Regions from separate parts of the Mus musculus genome. Here region 1 is linked to region 2. A link is a contact called in public promoter capture Hi-C data. All regions are on one chromosome and are shown on one strand. The core of a region is the stretch at or near the end of the contact, and the rest is flanking DNA. Distances in the headings are between cores, read along the strand shown. Region 1 overlaps Trap1 (TNF receptor-associated protein 1). Region 2 overlaps Naa60 (N(alpha)-acetyltransferase 60, NatF catalytic subunit).

Region 1 (6,186 bases), core at 3,656-6,155, 160 kb after region 2:
TATTCAGTCGTCAACCTCCCCCCCCCCCCCCCGCCACCCCCCCATACCAGACCTTCTCTCTGTCCTCAGTAACAACTAGACGCAGTTCCCAGCCTCCTCAGCCAGTAGTGTTCATTACCAGTTCTGGCTACTGGAGTATGTGGCAAAGAGAGAGGCCTTATGGGAACAGGACATAAATCCATGCAATGCAGCCCCCATGGGCTGTGCAGAATAAAGAGCAGAGGTAGGATCCTGCAGTGTCAGCTTGGCTGCTACAGTATCTAAGACACTGTCAGCACTGACCACCTCAGCACAAGGCCTCAAGGAAAGGGTTTAAGAATGGATAGAGTTAGACCCAAATGCACACGCTACTATGCCTTGGATTCCTAGTAGACAGAGAAAGAGTTTCAGAACTTGCCAAGAACAGGTATGGCCAAGCCGGGTGTGGTGGCACACGCCTTTAATCCCAGCACTCCGGAGGCAGAGGCCAGCCTGGTCTACAAAGTGAGTTCCAGGACAGCTAGGGCTATACAGAGAAACCTTGTCCCAAAAAACAAAAACAAAAACAAACAAACAAAAAGAGCAGGTATGGCCACATCCACATCATAGGTACATCTGGCTCTTACCTTACACAAATATACCTAGTCAAAAAATGTATTCCAATCATTTGGAAAAGGCCTTGTCTGGCTCAGCAAATGCTATTAGGTGCTGTAACTAAAAGTGAGATAAGGGGCTAGAGAATAGGCTCAATGTTATAGGGGCTTGCTGCACAATCTTCATGAGGGCTGGAATTTAGATCCCAGCACTCACATAGCAATTGGTGTCTCACACTCTAGATCCAAGTAGGGACATTCTGGCTTCCAACCAAGCTGAGAAAATGTAAGTTCCAAGTTTAGGGAGTTATGGTGCTTGAAGGACACCAGGCATGCTCCTGGCCTTCACAGGCACACACACAGATGCAGACACAGATGACTAAATCTTAAAAAGTGCGGTCAAAGAGAGTGAATGTGTCACATACTGATCATAAACGCTCCCAAGAGCTCATGAGCTGGGTACCCAAAGCAGCGGTCTTCACAGACGAAGCCTCGAGAGATGACCAGATCACATGACTGAAACTCATGAGCTCTCGGCTAACAGGCTAACAGGAAGTGACAGACGTTAGGACTGGGGTCTAGGTGGTAGAATCATTGGTGTTGGTATTGTCTGGACTCCACCCCCAGTTACTTGGCAATGGCTAGGTAGGCCTGGCCTTATAAAAGGGGCTGCTTGCCTACTCCTCTCTCTCTTACTCTTGCTGCTCTCCCTTGCCTCTTGCCCCCCTGCTCCTTCTCCCCTTCTCTCTCCACGTGGGCATGGCCAGCCTCTACTCTCTCTTTCTCTCTGCCTTTCTCTGTCTCTGCTACTCCTTAACTCCCCTCCCCATGCCCTGAATAAACTCTATTCTATACTATAATGGTGTATGTCTGGTCCCTCAGGGGAAGGGATGCCTTGGCATGGGCCTGCTGAGGCACCCACTTCCCCCACACCTCACCACACCCCCATATTTTATGGAATAGAACATATTCCTATACTTTTTTTTTTTAAGATTTATTTTTTATGTACATGAGTACACTGTAGCTGTCTTCACACACACCAGAAGTAGGCATTGGATCCCCATTACAGATGGTTGTGAGCCACCATGTGGTTGCTGGGAGTTGAACTCAGGACCTTTGAGAGAGCAGTCAGTGCTTTTAACCACTGAGCCATCTCTCCAGCCCCCTTCTTTATCTTTTTATAAACACATCAATTAGGGTGTGTCCTTTAAAGGTGTGTTTAAGTGTTTTCTGTCACCACATGCTCCCAGTGTAATATCCATGGCAAAGGGTCACTTCCCTCCTTGAAAGTCCTCTCCTCAGCTACTCTGTCACAATGATGGACAAATATAACAAAAGCAGACCTTAAGTAGACAGGACAGTTGGAGCAGCTGACAGGCTGGTGGGAAGAAGGCCCAGAGAAGAGCCATGTGCCAGACTTTATAAACTATTTGCGAACAAATGTATTCCTTTTCAGCAATTACACTGGCCAATGGTAGTATTAAGAACTCCACCCTTTTTTGTTTCTTTGGTTTTTTTTTTTGGTTTTGTTTTTTCGAGACAGGGTTTCTCTGTGTAGCCCTGGCTGTCCTGGAACTCACTCTGTAGACCAGGCTGGCCTCAAACTCGGAAATCCGTCTGCTTTTGCCTCCCAAGTACTGGGATTAAAGGTGTACGCCACCATTGCCCGGCTGAGCTCCACCCTTTTATAAGCCAAATAAATCCTTTTATCCCCAAGAGACTTTTGGGTGTGGTGCTACATCATAGCAAAAGAAAACTTAACTAAGACAGTAACTGTACCCTAATCTCACCACTGCTTTTCTGTTCTTTCCTTAAACCCACATCTCTCTTCCTGCCATCTGCTGGGGCCAGGGTGTCAAGGGTCAAGAGACTTGGCCTTTCAGCTAAGAGCATAAGGACTTCGAGACAAGGGTATGTGATGGCTGATCTTGACCACCACCCTGACTGGATGGAGAAGTGCCTAGGAGACACAAAGCACACCTCTACGTGGGCCTGCAAGGATGCTCCAAGCCCCTCCCCTGTATCAATGGATTCCAGCAGTTTTTACAGATCTAAGCACTCTGTTCTGTTCCTTTCCCCAGTGACAAAGTATCTGAGAAAGTCAACTTGAAGGAGCCACAGCTGACTGAGGAGGCGCACTCAGTTAATTTCTGAGTCTCAGTGGCACCACTGCATAGACAGGGGGCCCAGGTAAAATAGAGAGAAAAAAAACGCACAGGAATTCTGTTTCGGCTCCAGCTAACTGAAGCAGATAACTATGGCTTTGAGTAGCTTTTGTCAGATGTTCTGTCAGTGCCTGGAGCCTGGCTAACACAGGTAAGAACACATGCAGACCTGCTGTATCTATGAGGACAGACCCAGAAGCCCAGTGTTCCAACTGCTGCCCATGTGACTTGTCACCACATCCAGGACAGCCTCTACCAGCTTCCTCTGTAGCAACAGGGCTGAGGCTGACAGGGAGGACCGAGATCATCCTACCTTGATGTCTTGCTCTGCAGTGGTCACAATGCCCTCCCTCATGAACAAGCCATAATCTTCAAAAAACTTTGCGTATTTTTCAGCATCTTTTTTACTCTGGTCAATGAAGAACTTGATCAATCTCTGTTGTAGAACATCCCGGAGTTTCCTACAGAACACAAGTTACTCACTGTGAACAAAGCTTTCTGTCAAGTAAGGGGGCGGGCGTACACACCCGGAGCCAAAGGGAAACTATAGAACAAGAGACACTGTGCTGCCCCCTAATGAGAAGCTCGCTAGGATGCTCTGCAGGTGGGTGGTGGTACAAACTGAATTCCACAGGACAATCAGTAGTGGGCATCTCCTGAGCACCAGCAGGGATCACATATGAGAAACAAGGAGAGGCGCCTGCACTGAAGCACGTGACAAAATCACTACGAACAGGCTCAGGGTTAAAGTGGATCATGCTGAAGCCGACCAGAAATGTCACCTAACAGTTCTAGAGGTAGGAGCAAAGGTCTGCTGGAAAAAACTAAACCAAAGCAAACCCAAGCAAACCCAGGCAAACTTCAGTGTGTATTCATGGAAAGACTGAGCGTATGCTGCAGAGCTGTTTGTCCTTAGGTAGGTGTATGAATTCCTGCATAGCCTGGGACATACTAAGCATATTACATATACACTGTATAGCTTGGCAAAGTGTCACTCTGTAATCAGGACATTTTTTACTGCATTATCCATAAAGGCAATCAGGATCAAGCGCACAGAAGTGGGCTTTAGTAAAAGACAGTCACTGGGGGACTGGAGAGATGGCTCAGCAGTTAAGAACACTGACTACTCTTTCAGAGGTCCTGGGTTCAATTCCTGGCACCACATAGTGGCTTACAACCATCTGTAGTAGGATCTAATGTCCTCTTCTGGTGAGTCTGAGAGTCTGAAGACACTGACAGTGTACTCATGTATGTAAAATAAATAAATCTCAAAAAAAAAAAGAAAGAGGGTCACTGTCTTTGTTAGGTTTTCTATTGCTCTGATAAAACAGAGCCATGGATCCCAGTGCCTGGTATGCCTGGACTAGCACAAGGGGCCCAGTGAGGCTTGCTGAAGGGACAGGAGTCAGTGCAAAGGCAGCTCTAAACCAGAATAATAGGAGAATATGATATGTATCAACAGGAATGGATTGCTCCCTGACTAAAATGGGTCATCAGTCCGCACTGCATTAAATATTTTTAAAACACTACTGAGTACCATGGAAAGGGGTTGTCTAGCATGTATGTATCTCTGAGTTCAATCTAACACCACTTAAAAAGCCATGAATAATATACTGACAATCTGCTGAGGATCACATCTACAATCTTCTAAGTAAAGCAGCACTGGTGGTGGGAAGGCAGCTCAGGGTAGCGTGTCTGCTTGTTAATAACCAGTAAAGCAAACAAACAAAAACAGCAGAAAAAAAACCAAGACACCAACAATGTGTGTGTACCAGCTCACAGACCTGCACACGGTCCGCACCGAGAATGGAGAGAAGCCTCAAAGACTTCCCCTAGGTGAACATCACCCACCAAGGACAAGCCAAACCCGCTCCACCCTCAGGACAGGCTCTTGTGCTCGTTCCTGGGAGCATCGACCATTTCCAAGGGCAGGCCCACTCCACAGGGTGACTGGCCTGATTGCCAAGGGAATCCCTCTGGGAAAGGCAAGTGAACTGAGGTTACCTCCTCTGGCCTCCACAGTACATTGCCACCAGAAGCAAAGGATAGAGCAGTTGGCAACCACACAGCGAATGAAGAAAATCAGACAGCAGATAGCTCCCACTATGGTGACTACACTTCCTTCTCCAGGAGGAGAGAGGGTCACAAGACTTTCTCAAGATAGAAACCAACTCTCCCTTGAGATTTCAACAACTCTCCAGTCACAGCTACACAATCTCGGAAATGCTGAAGTGTATGGCATAAGACGTTAGCTGGAGTGGACCTGGTGCAGCTGCCAGAGCCGCCACGCTCTTATAAGGGGTACCCGATTTCCTCAACAGTCTTTATTTTCCCTGTTAGGTCCCTCTCTACTCCACTATGCCATTATGTCTCCCAGGAGACACAGGACATCACAGAAACCTGGATGCTCACAACTGAAGGATAAAAGCTGCAGACAGTGGGGCTGGAGGACAGACAGCGACAATGATACAGCAAGGCCTACTGCTGCTTCTGAGGTTCCACTGGGTAGAAAGAAATCTTTGTAGGTTGGTGACACACCGACACACAGAGAACGGCACCAGGAAGACAGCAATGCCTCAGAAGGCCCAGAGTGGATCTTCCACTTGGGAAGCTCCCGATTCTCTGAACACTGTGAACAAAGCAGCTCCTTCTTCAAAAGATTGGCCACAGGCAGGAAGGAGGTGCTGGTTCTACACCTCTCTCTGCCACTTAGGCACCCAGGAACAGAGTGCCTCAGGGTCTAAGGCAGCTCCGGGCAGACATGAACATGACTGCTCAGTCAGACTGGGCACTGAAGCACAGCTAACTCGGCTCTAGGAATCTAAGAGCTGTGTCTCCACAGGCCTGACCTCCTAGTTTCAGAAGAGCGTTCCAGGGCTGGAGAGATGGCTCAGTGGTTAAGAGCACTGGCCGCTCTTCCAGAGGTCATGAGTTCAACTCCGTACAACCATAAGGTGGCTCACAACCATCTATAATGGGATCCAATGCCTTCTTCTGGTGTGTCTGAAGACAGCTACAGTGTACTCATATACATAAAATAAATAAATAAATAAATAAATCTTTAAAATAAATAAATAAAAAAGAAGAGCATCCCAGACCCAAGTCAAACTATATTCTTGGTTCTAGGGTGACCCCTGCCTCATTCAACTCTGAGACATGGTGTCTAGAATCTCTCCAACTGTGGCCATACCCAGGCTGGGTGGCAGGGATGAGCCATCTTTCAACACCATAATTCTTCAAAGCTAGTCCACATTGATGGGGAGCAATGCAGCTGTGTTCTCCCCAGACATTTGGAGCCCACACCTGCACATGTACCACCCACCTTCACCACAGCAAGGAAAAGCACCATGGAGCCTGGAGCCACCCTGCACCCCCTGGCACCCATTCTCCATGTGGGTTAGCAACATCAAAGTGGGCTGAGGAAAAGGACCAAGTTCTTTCCTCATTCA
Region 2 (6,642 bases), core at 322-2,821:
CCACCCACCAGGCTGCTGAGTCCAGGTCTTTCTTTGAATCACTTTGCCTCCTGCAAGTGAAGGAACAGCAGTTAGATAAAAGACCAGCCAGGCAAGAGCTGTGGTCACTCCTGGGGGAAAGCTAAAGAGTGGGGTGCTGCTCCAGTGGAGAGGAGAGAGACATGGACCAGAGGCAGTCAGCTCCTCTCCATCTGCAGTGAGGGCAACCACAAGAAGATCTCTGTGCTGGGAAGCCACTAGCCGTCTCTCGTCACTCAGCTCCTGGGTTGGTGTAGAGGAACAGGTAAGCAGGCCTTCAGGTGATGCTGTTTCCTCTCCCCACAGGTGTGAATGACAGAGGTGGTGCCTTCCAGCGCCCTCAGCGAGGTCAGCCTGCGCCTCCTCTGCCACGATGACATAGACACTGTGAAGCACCTGTGTGGCGACTGGTTTCCCATTGAGTGAGTGTTGGGCTCTGTATTTCCAGTGGCTGCATGCACAGATCTGTAATTCCTGAGTCTGGAAGAGGCAAGACTGGGTCTGGCAGGACCATAATGGTCCCAAGTTGCTATGTAAAGTTGACCAACTAGGCAGTGACCCTCAGGTCTCTGTGTCTGCTGCTCACCTTCCTTAAGAGGGTCTATGGGAAATTTTACTTACAAAGATGTCTACGGCTGCTTGTAATCAGGAAACTGAGGAGCAACTCCAGTGTAAGAAGTTGGTTAGCTGTGTTAGGATATGTACATATAAAAATGCAGTGCTGCTACTAAGGCGGCATATGTCTGAAATACAGAATTCAGGAAGTGGAAGCAGGAAAAGGTCAGGGGTTCAAGGCCAGCCTGAGCTCTGAAGCCAGCTTGGGTTGTGCGAGAGAGAGCCTGTCTTTAAAAAGGGTTGTTAGTTATCCAAGAACAAAAATCTGTTAAAGAAGCATATTTACTGACAGAAGGTTCCTCCCTTTCCTTCCTCTTTCATTTACCCAATATGCAGTGAAAGCTGACTAGAGAGCAGTGCATTCCAGATTCTGCTTTCGTTTAAAAATATAAAAAAGGATAAAATATCTAGAGGATAAAACCCTCTATATACTGTACAAGAAGGGGAAGGACCGTGCCCTTCGTGAGAACCGTGGCTGATACGCTTTAATAAAAGCCAGGGTTAGCAGGAGAAGAGAATAACAGATTTATTTGACCTGGGCCTTCAGATTGAGGATGGAAATACCCATGGTGAATTCCGTTCATCAAAGCATGGGCTGTGGTGTAGAGATAGTCAGACAAACAAAGCGTATTCTCTTCTTCTAATGGAGTGAAGGTGGAAGACACAGTGAGGCCCATCTGCGTAGACTCCTCGTTGCCTCTGCAGCAGTTCCTCTTCTGGCACTGGATAGGACTCTTCTGGAGGAGAGGATTGTGTTAGTCTTGTCATTGCTATGGCTAAAATACCTGAGGGAAACAACTTAAGAATGATCAGGGTTATTTTCCACGTTGTTTCAGAGGTTTCAGGACATTGTGGCAGAGAGGGTTTGAGACGGCAGCTCACAGTCCAGTGGACAGGAAGTCAAGGGGAGTAGTAACCGAGAAGGCTACAAGCAAGCTGTTTCCCCTAAGGGCACTCCCTCAGTGAACCACTTCCTCCAGCCAAGCCCCACCTTTCCTGATTCTACACTTCCGGCGAGCCTGCAGTTCCCAATGCAGATTGTGAAACTGTCAATGTCTTCACAGACACACCCAGAAATGTACTGTACTTCCTAGTCTAATCAACCTGACCCTCAAGATTAACAGTGAGTGGTAATAGATCTATTGTCAGACAAGACTGGACAGAGAAGTTTTTCATGGCTACCTATGCAGAAAATCAGGATGGCTTTAGAGGAAAGGAATTCTTCTGGTTTCTGTGGTCCATACTGGAGTAGAAGAATTCTAGGTTACAAGTGAGAATGAGAAATAAGAGGTAGGAGGTCTGAGAGATTTACCCGTAGACCTTCACTTTGGGTGGGGATCATTTATTACCTCCCCAAAATACTACCAAATAATTACTGTCAGCAGTTTTATTGGAGTGAATTATTAGTACCTGTGGGCTCCTCCGTTTTTCCTTGCCTTATTTTTAGATTATTTTATGATAATGAAAAAACAGGTTTGGGGTTTTTTGTTTTGTTTGTGAGGAAATAGACATGAACTTTAAAGCCTCAAGGCTAAGCAAGGTGCTGTATTTAAGTCGTCGGTATTTCCTGAGTACTCATCTCACATCTGTTGCTCCATGCCGGCAGAGAAGTAGGGGCACTCCCCACTCTGCATCCGTGTTGAAATATAAACTGCCAACTTCTTAGGAATGTGGGCTAACAGTGCTTATTATGTTTTATAAGATGAAACAAACTATCCAAGTTAGCAATCCTGGGCTGGAGAGAGAGTTCAGTGGTTAAGAGCACCGACTGCTCTTCCAGAGGTCCTGAGTTCAATTCCCAGCAACCACATGGTGGCTCACAGCCCTCTTCTGGAGTGTCTGAAGACAGCTACTGTGTGTGTGTGTCTCTGTGTGTGTGTGTCTGTGTGTGTGTGTGTATTTCTTTTTTTTAAAAAAAAAGTTAGCAAACCCACTACTAAAAAGTAATCCTAAGAGTGCAGCAAGCACAGAAACAAGGCCCTGCTGAGGGATGGCTTAAGGTTGTATAGATCTACATTGAGTTAGAGGCCTGTACACCTCTCAGGTGCCTGGCTGTCAGCCTCTCTATCACTTAGTCATGTGTCGTGTCCCCACCCATGTCTAGTAAGGAATTGTAAACCCTAGTCTACATACCCATGAACTTTGGCTCTTCCTTGAATCACCTTGCCTAGTCTTCAGGGCCAGAAAGACTCAAAGAGGACCATTTTCAGTAGTCATTTCTCTCCAACCACCATACAGGTCCTGGGTATTGAACTCAAGTTTTGAAGCTTGGCTGCAAACACCTGTACCTGCTGAACCATTTTACCAGCCCTCATAGAATTCCTCACAGACCACCTAAGTATTCACAGGTCACTAAGGGCTCTAAGGTCTCAGCTCATACTGAGGAGCAGGCTGCCGTGTGCTATCCCTCCAGGAACTATTCTGTGGAGACGATTTCGTTGGAGGGTTCCACCCTTTCACACATCTTTTACATAAAAAATTCCCACATGGGCAGGTAGCTTCTTTGAGACTGTAAGTGATAGGCCAGGTAGCCTGGGTCCCTCTGACTCACCTGAGTATGCTCTCTCCCTCAGGTACCCAGACTCATGGTATCGTGATATCACATCCAACAAGAAGTTCTTCTCCCTTGCTGCAACCTACAGAGGTGCCATTGTGGGAATGATAGTAGCTGAAATAAAGAATAGGACCAAAATCCATAAAGAGGTAAGTCTGTGCTCCAAAAGCTTGGCCTTGTGATGGCTGAAAGGGATGTTTCAATGGGGTCACATTGCCAGCGCTGGCCTCTGTTCTCAGCAGCTTGTGACCAGAGGGGTCAGAGTAGCAAGTCAAATATGTCTGTATGTGGGGGTATATACTTACAAAAACCAAAGAGGATCCCCCTGGAGCTAGAATTGTAAGTGGTTGTAAGATGCCACTATTAAACTCATGTCTGCAAGAGAATGCTCTTAACTGCTGAACTCTTTCTCCAGCCTGTATTTTTGTTCATGGAATAATATAATGAATAAGTCCACTAGTGGACCTAATAAGGTGAGCATTTTGAAGTAAGAACAAGCAGAAATGACACGTTGGGAATCTGACCCATTGCTGTGTGACACGCAGATGCCTGTGATTTGTGCTTTTGGCACTGTTACAGGAGCCCCAATAATGCTGTAATCTGTTGAGGAATATGCTAGGTTTCAGTTAGGGATTAGTGAAAATGTATTTTCTTTTTACTCAATTTTGTGGACTACTTAAAGAACTACCTCAGAACCCTCAAGGATTTGAGCAATTACTAAGTGCAGACTGGAAGACTTTAAGTGCAGCTAAAAAGATCTTTGTGGTTGATTACAGTGGGGTTTCTCCTGTTAATTTTGGTTGTAGCAATGGAACAGAATTTAGTTTACCACATTCAGGAAAGGAACTCCTACCAACCAGCAAATGGTTTTGTTTGGCTTAAGGTTATTTTTGTTTCTTTTTCTTTTTCCCCTTCCTCCCTCTTTCTCTTTGTTTGTTTGTTAGTTCCTTTCTAGACAGGGATTCATTAGTTAGCCTGAGACTCAGATCCACCTGCCTTTCCATCTCAAGTGCTGGAATCCAAGATGTACACCCTACACCCAGCCTGCTTGAGGTTGTTTCTTTGGAAGTGAGGGAAGTGAGTTTGGAGCAGCACCCTGGTGGTAGAGTGCTTGTCTAATATAAAGGAGACCCTGAGTCCCATTCCCAGAGGAAGAGGAAGAAACATGTCTTCCTAAGATCCCAGACCACTGTGTGCACAAACTTTATATCTTAGCACATTATTTGGGGGAGGTGGGGTAACAGATATTTTAGTTCTGATTTTTTTTTGTGGGGGTGGTCTTTTGTTTTTTTCTTGTCTAGCCCAGCCTTTTCCTGATCCACCACCTCACAGTGTTCATTGCTTAGGCAGAGAGAGGGTACTCGGGCCAGCATCCCTTGGATATTCCTTGTATTGAATCTGTTTCACCTGCCCATACCTTGTTTCTTGATGATCCCTCCCTGGGACTTTTTCCTAGTGACTGTCTTCTTCCACCATGCATGCTGTCTGAGGGCCTCATGATTATGTTTACTCTTTCCATAGACTTGGGGGCCCTTCCCTGTCTATTTTTTGGGCTACCATCATCAGCCAGGGCTTCTGTTAACTAGAGAAGTAAATTTATCCCCTCCCCACATTTGCTTTGTCCAGGTTCACTGTAGTATTGAGTTCTAGGCAGGGAGCAAGGAGCAAGTCCTGGCTCAGCCCATGCCTAACATATAGGAGCTACTTGATAAATGAGAAGCAGAAGAGCCAAGTTGCCCAGTGTCCTTTCTTGGAAGGGAAGCCTTACACATGCTACAGCTCTCTTATTCTTAAGAGGTGGGACTATCATGAGAAACTCATGGTCAGAGTCGGGACTTTCTCATGAGGCATTTTTGTCCGTAATCAGATAGATTGGTGGAGCAGCATGCTATAGTATATCTCAGTGTGCTGCTCTGCTCAGCATGCAGCAGAGCAGGGGAGAGCTGTCGTCTAAATTGCTCTGTGGTCACCGGCACAGCATGGTTTCCTTTATAAGCCTTTAAAGCTTTGCACCTGGTCTGGCAGGATGGTTCAGCAGTACAAACCAGACAGGCTGAGTTTAATTCCTAGCACCCACGTGGAGGAGGAAGAGAACCAACTTCCGTGGATGTCTTCTGAGCTGTGCTTCGCATGTGCCCTCTCCCCTGACTCACAAATAAACGTCACACAGCTTTCCACTAATCCACCATCTCACAGCATGGTGGCTGTCACTGCTTGTTGACAGCCTAGATATGACCACTCTTGACAGTCATTTTTTTTTTTTTGTTTCTCTCTTAGGGTGCTAGGATCAGACCGATGACCTTATGTATGCCAGACATGCAATCTACTGTTAAGCTACATCCCTGCTCCCAGCCATTGGCTTTTAGCCTGTTGTAATGACTGGTTCTGCCATAAAGTCCCAGTCCACCATCTCTGAGATGTTCCTCATAAGTGCCCGAACTGTAGCAGCCTTCTGCCAACAGGGCCTGAACTTAATCGTTTGTGTGTCAGTGGGGCTCTCCTTGCCTCTTTGTTATCCCCCTGCCCACCTTGTGGCTTCCCACCTCAGGATATGCAGAGTGGACTTGTAGATATGCAGATGGGGTCTGTCTTGAGCCTGTGCACCCGAGTTGCCCTAATTTTCTCTAACTCTCTCTTTAGGATGGAGATATTCTAGCCTCCAGCTTCTCTGTGGATACACAAGTTGCATACATCCTCAGTCTGGGAGTGGTGAAAGAGTTCAGGAAACACGGCATAGGTAAGAAGCAGAGAGTTCATGGTTTAAACCACCCCTCCCCTAGCCAGTTAACACCCTTGTAACCCAAACTAGTCACTTCTTCTGAGGTCTTCATCTTAGAGGACCCTTAGTCTCTTCTTCCTTATCCCTATTTGGGGACAAATCCTGTCTTCCTGTCCTCCCAGTGTGTCTCCCTAGGACAATCTCAGGGAAGAACAGACCTCCCTTACCTCTCCTGTTGCCAGACATAGTCGTGATCTATTGGCAAGATATTCTCAGTTCAGAATAAGAAACATAAATGAAGTCATGGCACTCTGCAGCATTTATCAGACCCTTTGTTATCAAATTCCTATCTACTCTATAGAGCACACAGCAGGGAGTAGCAGTCCTCTTTTTTACCCAGGCCTGCCTTTCCCACACTCTCTGGGTTCTGGTTTACACTTTTTGCTGTTTGAAAGGTTGGCAAATGTCCACTGTGGTCCCAGAGCTCCTCCAGGATACATCTCTGGCCCACAGTGGCATGCACTTCATGGGCTCTGTGTAGCTAGGATCTTTTAGGGGCTTTAATAGTGGAAGGTAACCAGAGGTTGGTTACAGATCTGGGAGTGTAACCCTCTAGACTCCTGCAGAAGCCATGCTTGCTTCTATGTTCTCTTAACTGCCCTGCTGTGGGAAACCTTCATCTCCTTTCCCAGGTTCCCTTTTACTAGAAAGTTTAAAGGATCATATTTCAACCACC

The links. Promoter capture Hi-C pulls out the DNA fragments that hold promoters and counts their contacts.
Region 1: a contact with region 2 is called in a promoter capture Hi-C map of pre-B cells, with 4 times the contacts expected there. The contact joins two enhancer-like sites. A contact is called at or near these places in 5 of 39 promoter capture datasets (the 3T3-L1 cell line, embryonic stem cells, liver and 2 more), 1 of 15 datasets of contacts at CTCF or cohesin (the NIH/3T3 cell line), 1 of 484 Hi-C or Micro-C datasets (nephron progenitors), 5 of 115 datasets of contacts at active chromatin or transcription factors (the 230-238 cell line, bone marrow-derived macrophages, embryonic stem cells and 1 more) and 4 of 9 other capture datasets (adipose tissue, embryonic stem cells, liver and 1 more).

Annotation. Positions count from the first base shown.
Region 1 is chr16:4,046,301-4,052,486 of GRCm38.p6, forward strand. It overlaps Trap1 (TNF receptor-associated protein 1), which reads right to left. Exons shown (of 18, transcript NM_026508.2): 12 at 3,051-3,198. Among named protein-coding and RNA genes, the nearest start is that of Dnase1, 12 kb to the left of the region's middle. Within about 2 kb of position 4,906, at least 5 of the 459 cell types and tissues checked have an H3K27ac peak or open chromatin away from gene starts, as enhancers often do. A contact at or near this core is called in pre-B cells, where this site is marked.
Region 2 is chr16:3,894,045-3,900,686 of GRCm38.p6, forward strand. Naa60 (N(alpha)-acetyltransferase 60, NatF catalytic subunit) reads left to right here. Exons shown (of 7, transcript NM_029090.3): 2 at 325-440; 3 at 3,207-3,336; 4 at 5,828-5,924; 5 at 6,599-6,642. The coding sequence starts at 331. Gm41410 (predicted gene, 41410) reads right to left here. Exons shown (of 4, transcript NR_153801.1): 3 at 3,185-3,269; 4 at 1,135-1,370. Among named protein-coding and RNA genes, the nearest start is that of Gm41410, 11 kb to the right of the region's middle. Within about 2 kb of position 1,572, at least 178 of the 459 cell types and tissues checked have an H3K27ac peak or open chromatin away from gene starts, as enhancers often do. A contact at or near this core is called in pre-B cells, where this site is marked.